Regions from separate parts of the Mus musculus genome. Here regions 2, 3 and 4 are each linked to region 1. A link is a contact called in public HiChIP or PLAC-seq data. All regions are on one chromosome and are shown on one strand. The core of a region is the stretch at or near the end of the contact, and the rest is flanking DNA. Distances in the headings are between cores, read along the strand shown. Region 1 holds the start of Lin52 (lin-52 homolog (C. elegans)). Region 2 overlaps Mideas (mitotic deacetylase associated SANT domain protein). Region 3 has its middle 21 kb from the start of Npc2. Region 4 holds the start of D030025P21Rik (RIKEN cDNA D030025P21 gene).

Region 1 (2,900 bases), core at 321-2,820:
AATACTGGATTATGAATCTTGCCAGGAACAGAGCAAGTCTTGCCTCAGATTCTAAGTCCATGCTAAGATGCAAACACAGGGAAAAGCTATAATCAAAGCTGGGGATCGCCGGCATACAGCTTCTGGAACTCTACAACTTCCCTTGCGCGGCGTCCGTGGGGTTCCAACTGCAGCCTAGAAGAGGATATGTCGGCACTTGAGAACTGATTTTCGGAAGGTGTCTTCCTAGGCTCTTATTTTCTACCACCTGTCTGGGGGAATGTTTAGTCTTTTGAATGAAGCAGTATTAGCAAAACCACATGCCCTTATTTACCTCCAAAAGTTTAACTTCGCTGAGAAAGTTTAACTTGGCCCAGGGCTTGGGAAAAACACTAAAAGCCAGAATGTTTGTGAAAACTAACAAATGGCTGCCTTTTTGATATGAAAACCTAGGGTACATGTCTAGGAGATTCAAAGTTCCTTCTCTGATCTTAGTTCCATGTCCTTAATGAGCTCCCATCCCCTCTTGCCTCACATAGAGGCTGGATGGGGGGAAGGGACGCTCCTGGCAAAGGAAAGTACTCTATGTACAGCGACCAAAAGGAGGAGTTTCTGGGGCACAGAGGTGGCTGGTACAGAGGTGAAAGAGAGACCGTGGGAGGAACCAAAAAAGAGAAAGCAAGCCAGCATGTGACAGCAAGGACTGAGCTGGACTGGAGGTGGGTGGGTCAAAGCTAAAAAAGAAAAGGCTCAGGAGTAAAGGGGAGTGGGGAGCAGGCGTGACCGTCCGGGGCTGAATCTCGGGGCCAGGCGGTACAGAGTGACAGCCCTGACGCACGGGTCTGGTGGAACACAAGGGGCTGCAAAGAAGGGGCTGGGCCAAGAAGTCTGTCCGGCAGAAGCATGGTTTAGAGACGGGGCGGAAAGGACCCATTTCTAACATCATGGTCCCTCGTCGCCACCCTCACTCGCCTGCAGGATCCGGGACCGCATTGCTGCCGCTGCCGCCACTGCCGCCGCCATGGCTCACCGACTCTGCCCAGCTCGCCTGCGTCTCGGCTGCCAGTGCCTCCCTTGAAGCAACACCGTTAAGCCACGCCCAGAACACGACCGAGCCTCTCCATTGGAGGGAAGGGCCACTTCCTATAACCAATCACTTGTCGGAATCTTTGACTCCACCCATCATTCCCACCCCTGGGAATAGGTGATTGGTCAAAGGTGGAAGCGTTCTGGGCTTCTCTCACTTTATCCTATTTTTGTTGGCGGAAATATGGAGACGCCCCCTCGACTTGGTACTGCATAGTAAGCACACAGGGAAGACGCCCCCTAACCGGGAACTCCGATTGGCTGTAGGTAGGCTCTCTAAGGTCCCGCCCCCTTGCTAAGGAAAGTAAATAAGGTCCTTGAAGAATTTTGCCTGCGTTCCACTTTAACCACTCCGTGGGTGGGGCTGCTGTCTGGGGTGGGACTAGGCAAATGTTACCCTATGAAGTAGGGAAACGAGACCGGGCTGTGAGCTAAGGATAGGTTATCCCTGCTAGGGGCGTGGCTTGCGGATCCTCGCTTTCCCGCCGACGGTTGGTTACGTCACGTGACATGGGCTGGAAGATGGCGTCTCCCACAGACGGTAAGAGCCGGCTTGGAGATTGTTGGCCTGTAGTATCATTATTTGCTTCTCTGGGAACTTCCTCTGTCCTCACCCTTACTCTTTTTTTCTTGCGCCCCTCTCCTTTCTCTCCCACTTTTCTCCTTTGGGGTATGCCGGCTTTTCAGCTAGCAGGTGCCTAGTACCAGGTCTCCTTGCTGTGTACTAGGAAGGAGTCCATCAACCGGAGTCCCTATGGGGGGAAAAAGGACAGAGGTCGCTCCGGCCCATCGGTGATGCTGAGGGTTCAAAAGGAGCTGCTGAGGGGAAAGGGAACTTTCTTTTTGAACAGGCCCATTGGAGTGTTGGTTCTGTTCTCATCTCAGTAGAGCTGGTACGTATGAGTCTCTCAAGCTCTATGGCTGTGAAGTGTGAGTGGTGACTGACATGAGGTCTAGGGTTCATTCCTCTACCGAGCCGGCAGAGAGAGAAGCTTGTCTCCTCAGTTCAGGTCCGTTGCCTTGGCAGCAGGAGGTGCGGGGACCTGGTTTCCTTGCCCTGAGTCCCGAGGGAGTGAAAATTCGGCTTGTTAATGTCGCTTCTCACGCTTCTCAACTCTTCCTTAACTCGTCACCCCTCTACTTTATGTGTTGTTTCCGTAGGCTGAGGGCAGGAGCAATTCTGCTTATTCTGTCTTCTAAGACGCAAGTCATCTCAGTAGACATATAGGTGTTCTTGATATACCCGTATGCTTTTGCTCGCGGTTTTGCTTTAATATTTGGAATTGCTCTTCTGTCATTATTCAGCATCTCAGTTTATATAGTTATTCTGTTAACTTTGCACTTTGCCCGGGCCACACCCAACTATAAATTCCAATTCTGTCTTATTTCATTAATTTAGTCCTAGGGTTTTTTTTTGGGGGGGGGTTGTTTGTTTATTTTTACTATTTATTTATTTATTTTGGTTTTTCGAGACAGGGTTTCTCTGTATAGCCCTGGCTGTCCTGGAACTCACTCTGTAGACCAGGCTGGCCTCGAACTCAGAAATCCGCCTGCCTCTGCCTCCCGAGTGCTGGGATTAAAGGCGTGCACTACCACTGCCCGGCTAATCCTAGGTTTTAGAATAATGCCTGTAAAGGATTTGGCTTTAAGTTAACGTTTATCCAAAAGTAAAACTGGCCTTGGTGTGTGACCTCTAATTCTAGCTTGGGAGATTGAGGCAGGAGGTTTGTTGCTTCAGGCTTGCCTAGGCTGTAGAGGGAATTGTAGGCAAATCGTGTCTAAAATAAAAAGTTGGTTTAGTTTGTTGGTTGTTTTGTTTTTGTTTTTGTTTTTCC
Region 2 (2,822 bases), core at 197-2,696, 280 kb before region 1:
GAGCCTTCAGGCAAGAGCTAGGAAATGTCCGCTGGTCCTTCCTCTTCTAGGGAGGCTCTTGCGCTCAGCTACACTTCCCTAATCATGATGCCTGCCTGTGCCAGGTCCTGGAGCCTGCAGAGGAAAAACCAGTGACAGTGTTAGCCACGTGACCCCTAGATATGAGCACCAGTGTCCCCCTGCCTCAAGTCACTCATGGGGGCCAGGGATCATGGGGCAGCTGCCAGCAAGACAGCAGGATCAGGTGTCCTCGCTCTTCCTGTCCCACCACCTCCTGGCTAGACTCTCGTCTGCTGCATTTGGTTGTGTAACTCGGAACCCTCTAAAGACACAGACCAAGGGGCCAAGTGGGGCTGACATGTTGCCTAAGCTCCAAGTCAAACGGGGAAAAGGGAAAGCAAAAGCCAAACTGAGAACCTTGTCCTATTAAACTATAAACTAGGCTGGGGCACAGTGCAGCCCAGGTCTGTTCCTTCCCACATGACTGTCTACACAATAGCTCCAGACCCAGAAGAATTCCCCTAAGGTCACTGCTCCCCTCCACCTAAAGAAGAGCAAGTTAGGGGACAGGGACTATTCCCAGCATAGCCACCCATCCTCTGTCACACCAGGCTCTTGCAAAGCCCACAGGGCCCATAGAGTTAGGCTTGCAGCCTTTTATGCCGAAGCACGTAGGTGAGGCCCCACCCCTGGGAAGAGTTGCTGGGTGGGGCTCTGGCTGCTGAAATCTTTCTCAAACTAACACAGAACCTGTTTTGCAACCCTGGCTGGATGTGGGCCCAATTTAGTCTAGTAGCTGGTCAGCAGCTGTTGCTGGCTACCACCGCCGTCCCCTCCACTGTTAAAGAGTGCCTAGCCAGAGCAGAGTCTAACTCAAATAGGAACGGTGCAGAGTTCTAGACCTCAGGCCCTCGAGACTGCCTATGATGGAAAGTGTTCAGTTGTTTTGCTTTGCCATATTTTGAGGATGGTGTTGCTGGGATAGGGGCTTTATTCATGCTAAGCACATGTTGAACAAGTGAGCCAGACTCCCCACCCCACTCTAAGCTGATGTCTAAAGTGACAGTTACACTGACATTGCTACAGAATAGAATCCAGGCCTGTATTTTACAACATGCATAGCTGCTTGCTGTGTTGTTAAGTTTTTGTTCTTCAGATAAAATTTTGTTTATTTGTTTAGTTAGTTTGTCTCCCTCTGGGAAGTTGGTAAGAGTAGGAGGTATACAAGCCCACCTCTTTGCCAAGACTCTGACCCTGGGTCACTAAGGTGGAAAGGCTAGAGGTGGGCAAGGATGAATCTGCAGATCCTGGTAGGCTCAGATACCACAGAGATTATGATAGCAGGTGGGGCAGTTCCCAGAAAACCAGCAGCAAAGAACAGACCTGGCGTCATAAGTCCTGCCCACGAGAAGCCCCGCCCACACCGAGCCCCGGTTCTCCTCCCAGGCTCTCCGTGCTATCGCTGCTCCGCACGTTTCCGCAGCTCCAGCCCGGGCTCCCTCCCGGACTGGCCTGCCTGCCTGCCAGCCTGGCCGCTTGACTCACTGGAGGCCCCCTCCCTTTCTTTCACTTTCACCCAGCACCCAGAAGGGGAGCAACTTCCTCCACCATTTCCTTCCTCAGCTCCTGGGCCTGGTAGACAGCGCGAGCTTTAGCCCAGGAGAACGGCGAGAGAGCTCTAAGTCCGTGCACTCCTTTGTTTTCATTTGTGGAAATCGCAGGGACAGACGGACTGAGGACACTGAGTCACCCTAGCACCAGCAGGAAGGGAAGGATTTGGACAAGCGCTCAGGGCTGGAGACCCTCTTTGAACAAATCTTTCTCATGCTTTTTAAACCCCCTTCCTTGGGTAGCCAGACCAATTCACAACAGAGAACTGAAAGCCAGCCAGAGATGGAAAATCCCCTGGGGCCTCCATGATGAAGCTGAAGGGTGGGACTTCGAGTTCCACCTCTCCGAGGGAGACCCAAGCCTGGCAAAACTAGAAATACGTGTGTGTGTGTGTGTGTGTGTGTGTGTGTGTGTGTGTGTGCGCGCAGCAAGGCAGAGGAAGAAAAAAAAAAGGCAGGGAGGAGACAGGACAGAGGGAAGCCCAGCAGGCCACGTGCCTCTAGGGAGCTGCAAGCTCAGGGATGCTCACAGGCACTCAGGATGCCTGTCGCCTGGGAGTCACAGCATGGGCTTTGGGGGCCTGCAACAGGGGAAGGCCCACGTGGCAGGCAGGCATGGGTGCACGTGCAGACAGGTTCCTGTCAGAGGGGGCCTAGGCAGGGGATGGCTATTCAGTGCCCGGCTTGGGGGTTTAGAGGGCAGAAGGCGGAGTCTGGGTCCGGAGCTCCAGAATATGGAAGCTCTTGCCCATGGGTGTGTGCGGTAGCAGGGGAGATTAAATCTGAGGGTGGATCAAGCTGTTTTTCTTCCTACCCTGCACACCAGGGAGAGCCCATCAACTCAGCATATACCATGATAGGGGAGACTTGCTCTGAACAAGAGGCTGGTTTGGGGAACGGTGGAATCACCCCATAAGCTTCCTGCTGCAGAAATCCCCACAACTCCCTGGCCTGCCAAGCAGGAGGCAAACGTGCAGGCCTAAGAGAAGAGGAAGCTGGAAGGACCACCATGGCAGCCAAGCTCTAAGTAGCCCTAATAATAACAATGTAGCCGGCTTGTCTGTGTCAAGAGTGTCCAAAGTACTTTGTATTTTTTAAAGCCTTGTATCAAGCACCAATAGTTTAACTCCCATTTTGTAGGTAAGCTAGATAAGGCTTACAGGAACAAGGTAATTTGCCTACAGTCACACATGATTATGTCACCAGGACTTG
Region 3 (3,094 bases), core at 497-2,996, 300 kb after region 1:
CGTGAGGCTACATCAGCAGCCAGTCCCAGAGGCTTATGACAGCTGACTTCCAGAAGGTGTGAGCTCCAACCTTTCTCTGGAACTGCCTACCTGGGATAGGGCACTCCAGTGTCCTTCACAAAAAAACGAAACCAAGCCAGCTACTGCTCCTCTTTCTGTCACTTTTGGAGACCAGGGTACTAGAGTGTTAAATGGTCCTATTCAAATTAAAAAAAAAATGGCACTCGTCCCCCATAAAGACACTTATATAAATAAGTGTCCCTGAGTGCTAGGCATGGTGGTGTATACCTGTAATCTCAGAATCTGGGAGGGAGAGACAGGAGGATCAGAAGTTCCGGGTCACCCTCAACTACACAGAGTACAAGCACTGCCGGGACTATATGAGACACGGTCTCAAAAAATAAAGAGGGAAGAAAAACTGCTGATCACTGAGTTCTAGGCATTTACTCAAATCCCCTATCTGTGACTCCAGGCCCCTGTCAGCTCCCATGGCTGCAACCTTCCTTCCTCACCAAGGATAGCGATACTAATGCCAATAGAACTCCTTTGAAAGGCTGTGAGGATTCTCTCACTCTGTGACAGCTGAGGACACAGAGGCCCTGTGAAGGATCCAAAGTCAACGAACTGCAAAGGAGGTAGGGAGCTGCAAACCCAACTAAAAGTCAAACTGTAAGTAACGACTACTTCTCAAAGTGACATCCTCCCCCAGAGGTTCTGGGGGCATCTGTCTCTCTGGTGCTCGGCTTCCCAGGCTGTAAAGCCTACTGGGAGGGATTGAGACCAACAAAACTCCAGCAGACGGACAGAATAGGAGAAAGAATCAACATCACATCTCATGAGTCCTCTGAACTAAACCTCCGGGAGGTGGGCTCTCAAATGTCTGCTTAGCCCCAGCCTCCGTCCCAAACCCTCTCTGGATTCCTAAAGTTTATGTTGTCCTTACAAGTCCATGATCTCTGTCTGTCCATTATGCCCAAACATCCCCTTAGAATCCCAGTGGTTCATGCTCACAGAGACCTGGAGGGACCTAGTTGGATCCGTTCAGTCTCTACATTTACAGCAGAGTTAATGACACTGACAATTTACAGTGGTTAATGACACAGCCACTAAGGAACTTTCTCTTTGTTCTCCCTTTGCCACTAACCAGTGACTTGAGAGTCACTTCCCTTGGTTGGGAAACACAAGAATCTCGTGACCATTCATTGCTCAGATACGCTGAGGATCCCTCATCAAATCATGACTTTTATACTTTGATCTGCCTGGCAGAGGAACGGGGATGCATGGGGTGCAGGAAGCAGCGTGGTGTGTTTCTCTCACACTGAGAACAGACTGCCGCAGCTGGCCTGCCCTCCCGCTTTCTGATCTGGTACACCCAGTTTCTCTGCCGCATTCAAGACCAGCAGCCATCTGTTTTGCCTGCCAACTTCCTTAGTGGCCTGACCCTCTGGCAGTCAGAGTTAAGCTAATCCCTTCACCTGCTGGCTGCTTTGCTGGGGCATATGGTTTGTGGAGAGGGGCCTGCCAGAGAGAGCACGATATTTTTCCTCTCAGAGACCCTGGAGAGGAGGATGGTAATGCTGGCATGCCAAGCCTGCTCCAGAATCTATGCCTTCACTGTCCATGGGGACAAGTACTTGTGTGTGCTCTGTGACCACTGAGGGCAACGAGCAGACAGATCAGGGACAGCGGAAGCTCTGGCCTCTCACATGTGTCATTCATTCTCTGGTGGGACCCTCACTTATGCAAGCTCCTTGGTTCCTCCGGGTCTTTTCAGCAACCAAATCCCTGGTCTGGAGAACATGGTAGGTTCCTATGGCAATGGGCCTTTTAGCTGTTTCCATAGCAACGAACACTCAGACCATCTAGTTGCTAGTCAACTGACAGCTGTAAGTGAATCGGATTCAGTTTATAAGCTGAAGGTTAGGCCCGGGGCTCCTCTGGAGAGGACTCCTCTCAAAGCTTCCAGTCGATATTTGGGGGACCCACAGCCACTTTCTACCTTGAATCACACCGCAATATCCATCCACATTCCCAACACACACCACTGATCATCCTGGCCTTTCAGCAAGCCCTCAGGGCTTCTCTGGAGGAAGCGCTTATTCTGAATAACACCCTACTGACTCTGTGGCAGTGTTGCTCCTAGGTACCACAACTTTGTCCCTAAACCAACCCACTGTGGGGGCACTGTTCTTGGATTCTCTAAAGAAAATGGTTATCCACGACTGTATTTCTTTAATTGACCTTACCCACTTAGTCCTTTCCTATGCCTGGGGCATTCTCAGGAATAACTCTGCTTTATCTGTGAATCGTGTCATATTTCTTTCTTCTTTCCTTCCCACCTTCCCTCCTTAGACAAGATCTCAGGTAGCCTAGTCTGGCCTTGAACTTGCTGTAGCCAAGGATGACCTTAAATTTATCCTCCAGCCTTTACGGCCTAGTGCTGGGACCATGGGCATTTGCTGCCAGGCTCAGATAATTACTTATTAGTGTGCATTTGATGAGGATATCAGTTTGTCATTTTCCTTGTATGGCAGTGACAACCTTGGATGTCAGTCCAAGTTTAAGACAGGAATTTGTTTGCCACCCCATACAGCAGGCAAGCTGATGCATCCAGATTTCACCCCCCCCCCCAATTTTATTTCTTTTAGGCCTATGGGTGTTTCGCCTGCATGTAAGTCTGCTGCTGTTCAGGCTCCGCGTCTCTGTCCACCTTGGGTGACCAGAGTGGCTTCAGATCAGGCAGTTATGAGTGCAGCAAGAACAGACTCTTGGGAGACAGCTCCAATGGGGGAACAAAGGCTGCTACGCAACCTTTGGGGCGTGGGTAGGGGCTTTTGGAGTGAATGTACATCATTGGCCTGGGGCAGGGTGCTGGGGTCTCATTTGCATAAGGAGGAATTCCAGGTACCGATGGACATGACCTTATAAGGGAGAGGAAGCTTGACCTGGCTACTTGGCTGTGTAGCCTCCTCCAGGGGGCAAAGGCGGTGTGTGTGTGTGTGTGTGTGTGTGTGTGTGTGTGTCCCAAGCTTCATGCTCCAGGACAGGAAGGCTCAGAGCAGGGGTGAGGGTGGGGGGACGTGGGGGTGCAGAG
Region 4 (2,963 bases), core at 378-2,877, 420 kb after region 1:
TCCTCGTCTATGCTCTAGGGCCCCAGGTCAGTGTCTCTTCCCTGACCATCTTCACTATATTGTACTGCTCCATTGCCCTTGACAGAATTGTCCTGTGCTTTTAGAAACACATTCACCAGCACATACTGCTCGTGCCTCCAACTTGATTTTAAGACATTGGCTTGCCCTCCAGCAGGTTTTGTATTCTGTGGGTCCCCGAGCCCTCTCCCATGCTCAGCACATGTAATCATGCAGTTGCCTGCACAAGTCAGAATAGAGGGGAAAGCTGAAACGGGGCAGGTGTCCTGCTAACTCTCCTTGAATGGTCTTACGCTGGAGCCACTTGGCAGCACTCAGCTCTATGCCCTGCAGACTTTAGGCTAGGCCTCCAAAGGTTAGTAGGGAATTCATTTAGACGCAGAGAGGGCCAGCTACGTGCAGGCACTGATCTGCTGGGAACATGAAAGCTAACAAAACCCTGCTTAAGCAGAACTTGTATAAGTTTGAACACATACATAGAAATAGAAATACGTGAGGGGGGAATAAATGCTATAAGAAAGCATAAAGCTGGATGAGGGCACAGAAGGGATGAGACACGGTGAACTTTGCTAAGATACAGAAGACCGTTGCAGGCAAGAGAAGAGTATGTGTGCAGAGCAGGAGGCAGAAGATCCTCTGTAGTGGGACTAGGCGTACAAGCAACGGGAATGCTACCTGGAACTACAACGGACAGATAAACCAGGCTCAGGCCAAGGGCTGCCAAAGCCCCTCCTAGACTAATCAATTGCACCTTGCCCAGTCTGGCATTGCCAGGCTCCTGTGCCTTCACTCCAGAGACACCTGGGTACTCAGGAGAGGTCCCCAACTCATTAAATCCTGGGCAAGGCGTTGTTGGGGCGGGGAGGGGACCTCCTGTGATAACAGAGTCCAGAACCCGCAGCGAGTGGTGCAAAATAATAAGTTGAAGAGTTGGAGCGAGGCGTGGCTTTTCAAAATGTGCAAACAACGCTGACATCTAGACTTCCTGGAACACAGACCCAGTCCCTCGCACAGGTCAGGGCAGCCTTCTCTTTCACAGAGCTCCTAAACCCTTGCCTAAGTCCTCTGCGTGTCCCAGCAGACCTGAGCCCGGACTATACACTTGTCTTGGCGCGCCTGCTTCGCTGTCAGCCCGTTCCTGGAGATGCGTCTGTCTTCGCGCCCTGATGTCCCCACTCCCCCCCCCCCCCCCCCGCCCAGATCCTCCACCTACTGGCGCCCGGAGCCAGTTTATCCTTCTCTGGGCCTCAAGAACCCAGAGCGCCCACCCAGCCACTGCAGCTCGTTAGCCCAGCACAGAATGAGTGAGAAACGCACACGAGCTTAACGTCGGGGTTCTGGGAGAACTGGTGTCCAAGGGAACAGATAGTAGATTTATTTTCCCCAAAATAACTTTTTGAAAGCTGGTCCGAGCCCCGGTTTCGGAACCTCGGAGCGGTTTCTCTAGTAGTTACTGAGGACAAAGGGACAGGACCCGCACTCCACTGAAGGCGTAACTGTCCGGGATACCCGCATCCCTTTGCTCCACCCCGCCCCCAGCCCTATCCCCTCTTCAGTGCTCACCCGGTGAGCCGCCCTCGCCGTGCAGCCGCGGGTCGCTGAGGGGTTTCCAGGCGCGCGACAGAAGGTGCAGCCCTGGCTGCTATCTGCTGCTGGCCCCGGGGATGGCTTCTCCGAGTCTGGACAGGTGGCTGGACTCGACGCAGCTGCTGGGTTCGGGGTGGCCTCCTGGCCTCGGCCTCTGCGAGCCTCCCAGGGTTCCCCTGGGCCGGCTGGTTCCACTCAGAGGGCGACAAGCCGGGGACCGGCGCGTCAGGCTCTCGGAACAGACTGTACACCTTGGCTGCAGCCGCTGCGGGGTGGCTGCCCACGGGGTGCCACAACCGATTCGCATCCCTGCTAGCTGGTTCGTATCTCCCTATGGAATCCCGTTGGGCATGACTTGTCCCCATCAAGACAGCCAGGACAAGTGGCAGGAAGCCCCTCCAACGCACCCGTCGGATGCATCCGGAGCAGCGAGCGGTGGTCGGCGCTCTCATGGCGCCAGAGTGGCTGCAGAGCTGTGGGCACCGGAGACCTCGCGGGGAGGTGCTTTCCATCGTTCGCTCCACAGACCCGCCTGGCGACTTGCCCCTTCCCGTCTAGGGGACCTCTGAAACAGCCGTTTGGGGGTCCAGGGGTTCCTAGGTAAGGGCTGTATGGCGTGAGCTGCCCGGGCTGCGCACCGAGCCCGAGCCTGCCGCACCTTCGCTCCCGCACTGCCGCCGTCTGAAGGGGAACCGAAGGGTTTTATTTTTGGAAACCGCCCCCTGCTTTTTCGCCTCTTTTATCCACGCCATGCCCCCCTCCTTGGAGGGACAGCTCGGCCCCCTTATTACGGGAGACAAGAATTCCAGCAACACCCTCTTTGGCACCGAGAAGCGAGCGGGCGGCGAGGGGATTAACCCGTGAGGAGCTGCGGGCGACAGGGCAGACCCGGGGACTGGAAAGACAGATGGCGTCTGCCTGGACCAGCGCACCTGAGCTGCCTTTTTCCTGTCCTGGGCAAACTCAAGTTGTCCACCTGTCCTGGATGTATTTTCTGTTCCTGACCTCACGGACCCAGATGAACTGCTTCTCGGGCCTGAAGGAAGCTGGGGAAGGTACCCAGACCGGAGTAATGGGGACCGAGCCCGAGGCATGCGCGCCTGGTCTCGTTGCTTCCACCTCTGACCGCTGGGGGCGCTAGGCGAGAATGCAGGTGTCCCTGGGGCAGCTCCCAAGAGCCGGTTGCCTATGGGGAAGGGCAACTTGGGGCGCGCGCCCCCTGGTGGAGCTGGTCACACCCTTGGCCACCGTGTTTTGTAGCGACACACTCTGCCAACCTGCTTAGAGCCTAGATCTTAATCTGCTTCCTGTGGCGCCAAGCCTTGACCTGGGCCTATGGTGATGGTGGATGCCCGCTG

What was found. HiChIP or PLAC-seq counts read pairs in DNA pulled down with a chosen protein or histone mark.
Region 2: a FOXA1 HiChIP or PLAC-seq map of pancreatic cancer cells shows a contact between it and region 1. The contact joins the enhancer-like site here to the promoter of Lin52 in region 1. A contact is called at or near these places in 2 of 39 promoter capture datasets (both in liver), 4 of 484 Hi-C or Micro-C datasets (B cells, double positive thymocytes, embryonic stem cells and 1 more), 2 of 115 datasets of contacts at active chromatin or transcription factors (large pre-B cells and pancreatic cancer cells) and 2 of 9 other capture datasets (liver and pancreatic islet).
Region 3: an H3K4me3 HiChIP or PLAC-seq map of embryonic forebrain shows a contact between it and region 1, with 2.3 times the contacts expected there. The contact joins the enhancer-like site here to the promoter of Lin52 in region 1. A contact is called at or near these places in 5 of 39 promoter capture datasets (cranial neural crest, hippocampal neurons, liver and 2 more), 23 of 484 Hi-C or Micro-C datasets (CD4 T cells, the G1E-ER4 cell line, the N1E-115 cell line and 16 more), 7 of 115 datasets of contacts at active chromatin or transcription factors (T-cell acute lymphoblastic leukemia, astrocytes, effector CD8 T cells and 4 more) and 2 of 9 other capture datasets (adipose tissue and liver).
Region 4: a contact with region 1 is called in an H3K4me3 HiChIP or PLAC-seq map of pro-B cells, with 3 times the contacts expected there. The contact joins the promoter of D030025P21Rik here to the promoter of Lin52 in region 1. A contact is called at or near these places in 2 of 39 promoter capture datasets (hippocampal neurons and stem cell-derived epiblast-like cells), 1 of 115 datasets of contacts at active chromatin or transcription factors (pro-B cells) and 1 of 9 other capture datasets (adipose tissue).

Annotation. Positions count from the first base shown.
Region 1 is chr12:84,449,938-84,452,837 of GRCm38.p6, forward strand. Lin52 (lin-52 homolog (C. elegans)) reads left to right here and starts at 1,571. Exons shown (of 6, transcript NM_173756.4): 1 at 1,571-1,606. The coding sequence starts at 1,576. It overlaps Aldh6a1 (aldehyde dehydrogenase family 6, subfamily A1), which reads right to left and starts at 1,087. Exons shown (of 12, transcript NM_134042.3): 1 at 952-1,087. The coding sequence starts at 1,002.
Region 2 is chr12:84,174,310-84,177,131 of GRCm38.p6, forward strand. Mideas (mitotic deacetylase associated SANT domain protein) reads right to left here. Exons shown (of 13, transcript NM_001163501.1): 2 at 1-114. Among named protein-coding and RNA genes, the nearest start is that of Gm40475, 13 kb to the left of the region's middle. RefSeq lists an enhancer at 1,382-2,434. Within about 2 kb of position 1,447, at least 414 of the 459 cell types and tissues checked have an H3K27ac peak or open chromatin away from gene starts, as enhancers often do. A contact at or near this core is called in B cells, double positive thymocytes, embryonic stem cells and 4 more, where this site is marked.
Region 3 is chr12:84,751,040-84,754,133 of GRCm38.p6, forward strand. No RefSeq gene overlaps it. Among named protein-coding and RNA genes, the nearest start is that of Npc2, 21 kb to the right of the region's middle. Within about 2 kb of position 1,747, at least 120 of the 459 cell types and tissues checked have an H3K27ac peak or open chromatin away from gene starts, as enhancers often do. A contact at or near this core is called in T-cell acute lymphoblastic leukemia, adipose tissue, cerebellum and 8 more, where this site is marked.
Region 4 is chr12:84,874,175-84,877,137 of GRCm38.p6, forward strand. It overlaps D030025P21Rik (RIKEN cDNA D030025P21 gene), which reads left to right and starts at 1,628. Exons shown (of 1, transcript NR_028577.1): 1 at 1,628-2,963. Ltbp2 (latent transforming growth factor beta binding protein 2) reads right to left here and starts at 2,317. Exons shown (of 36, transcript NM_001370743.1): 1 at 1,582-2,317. The coding sequence starts at 2,057.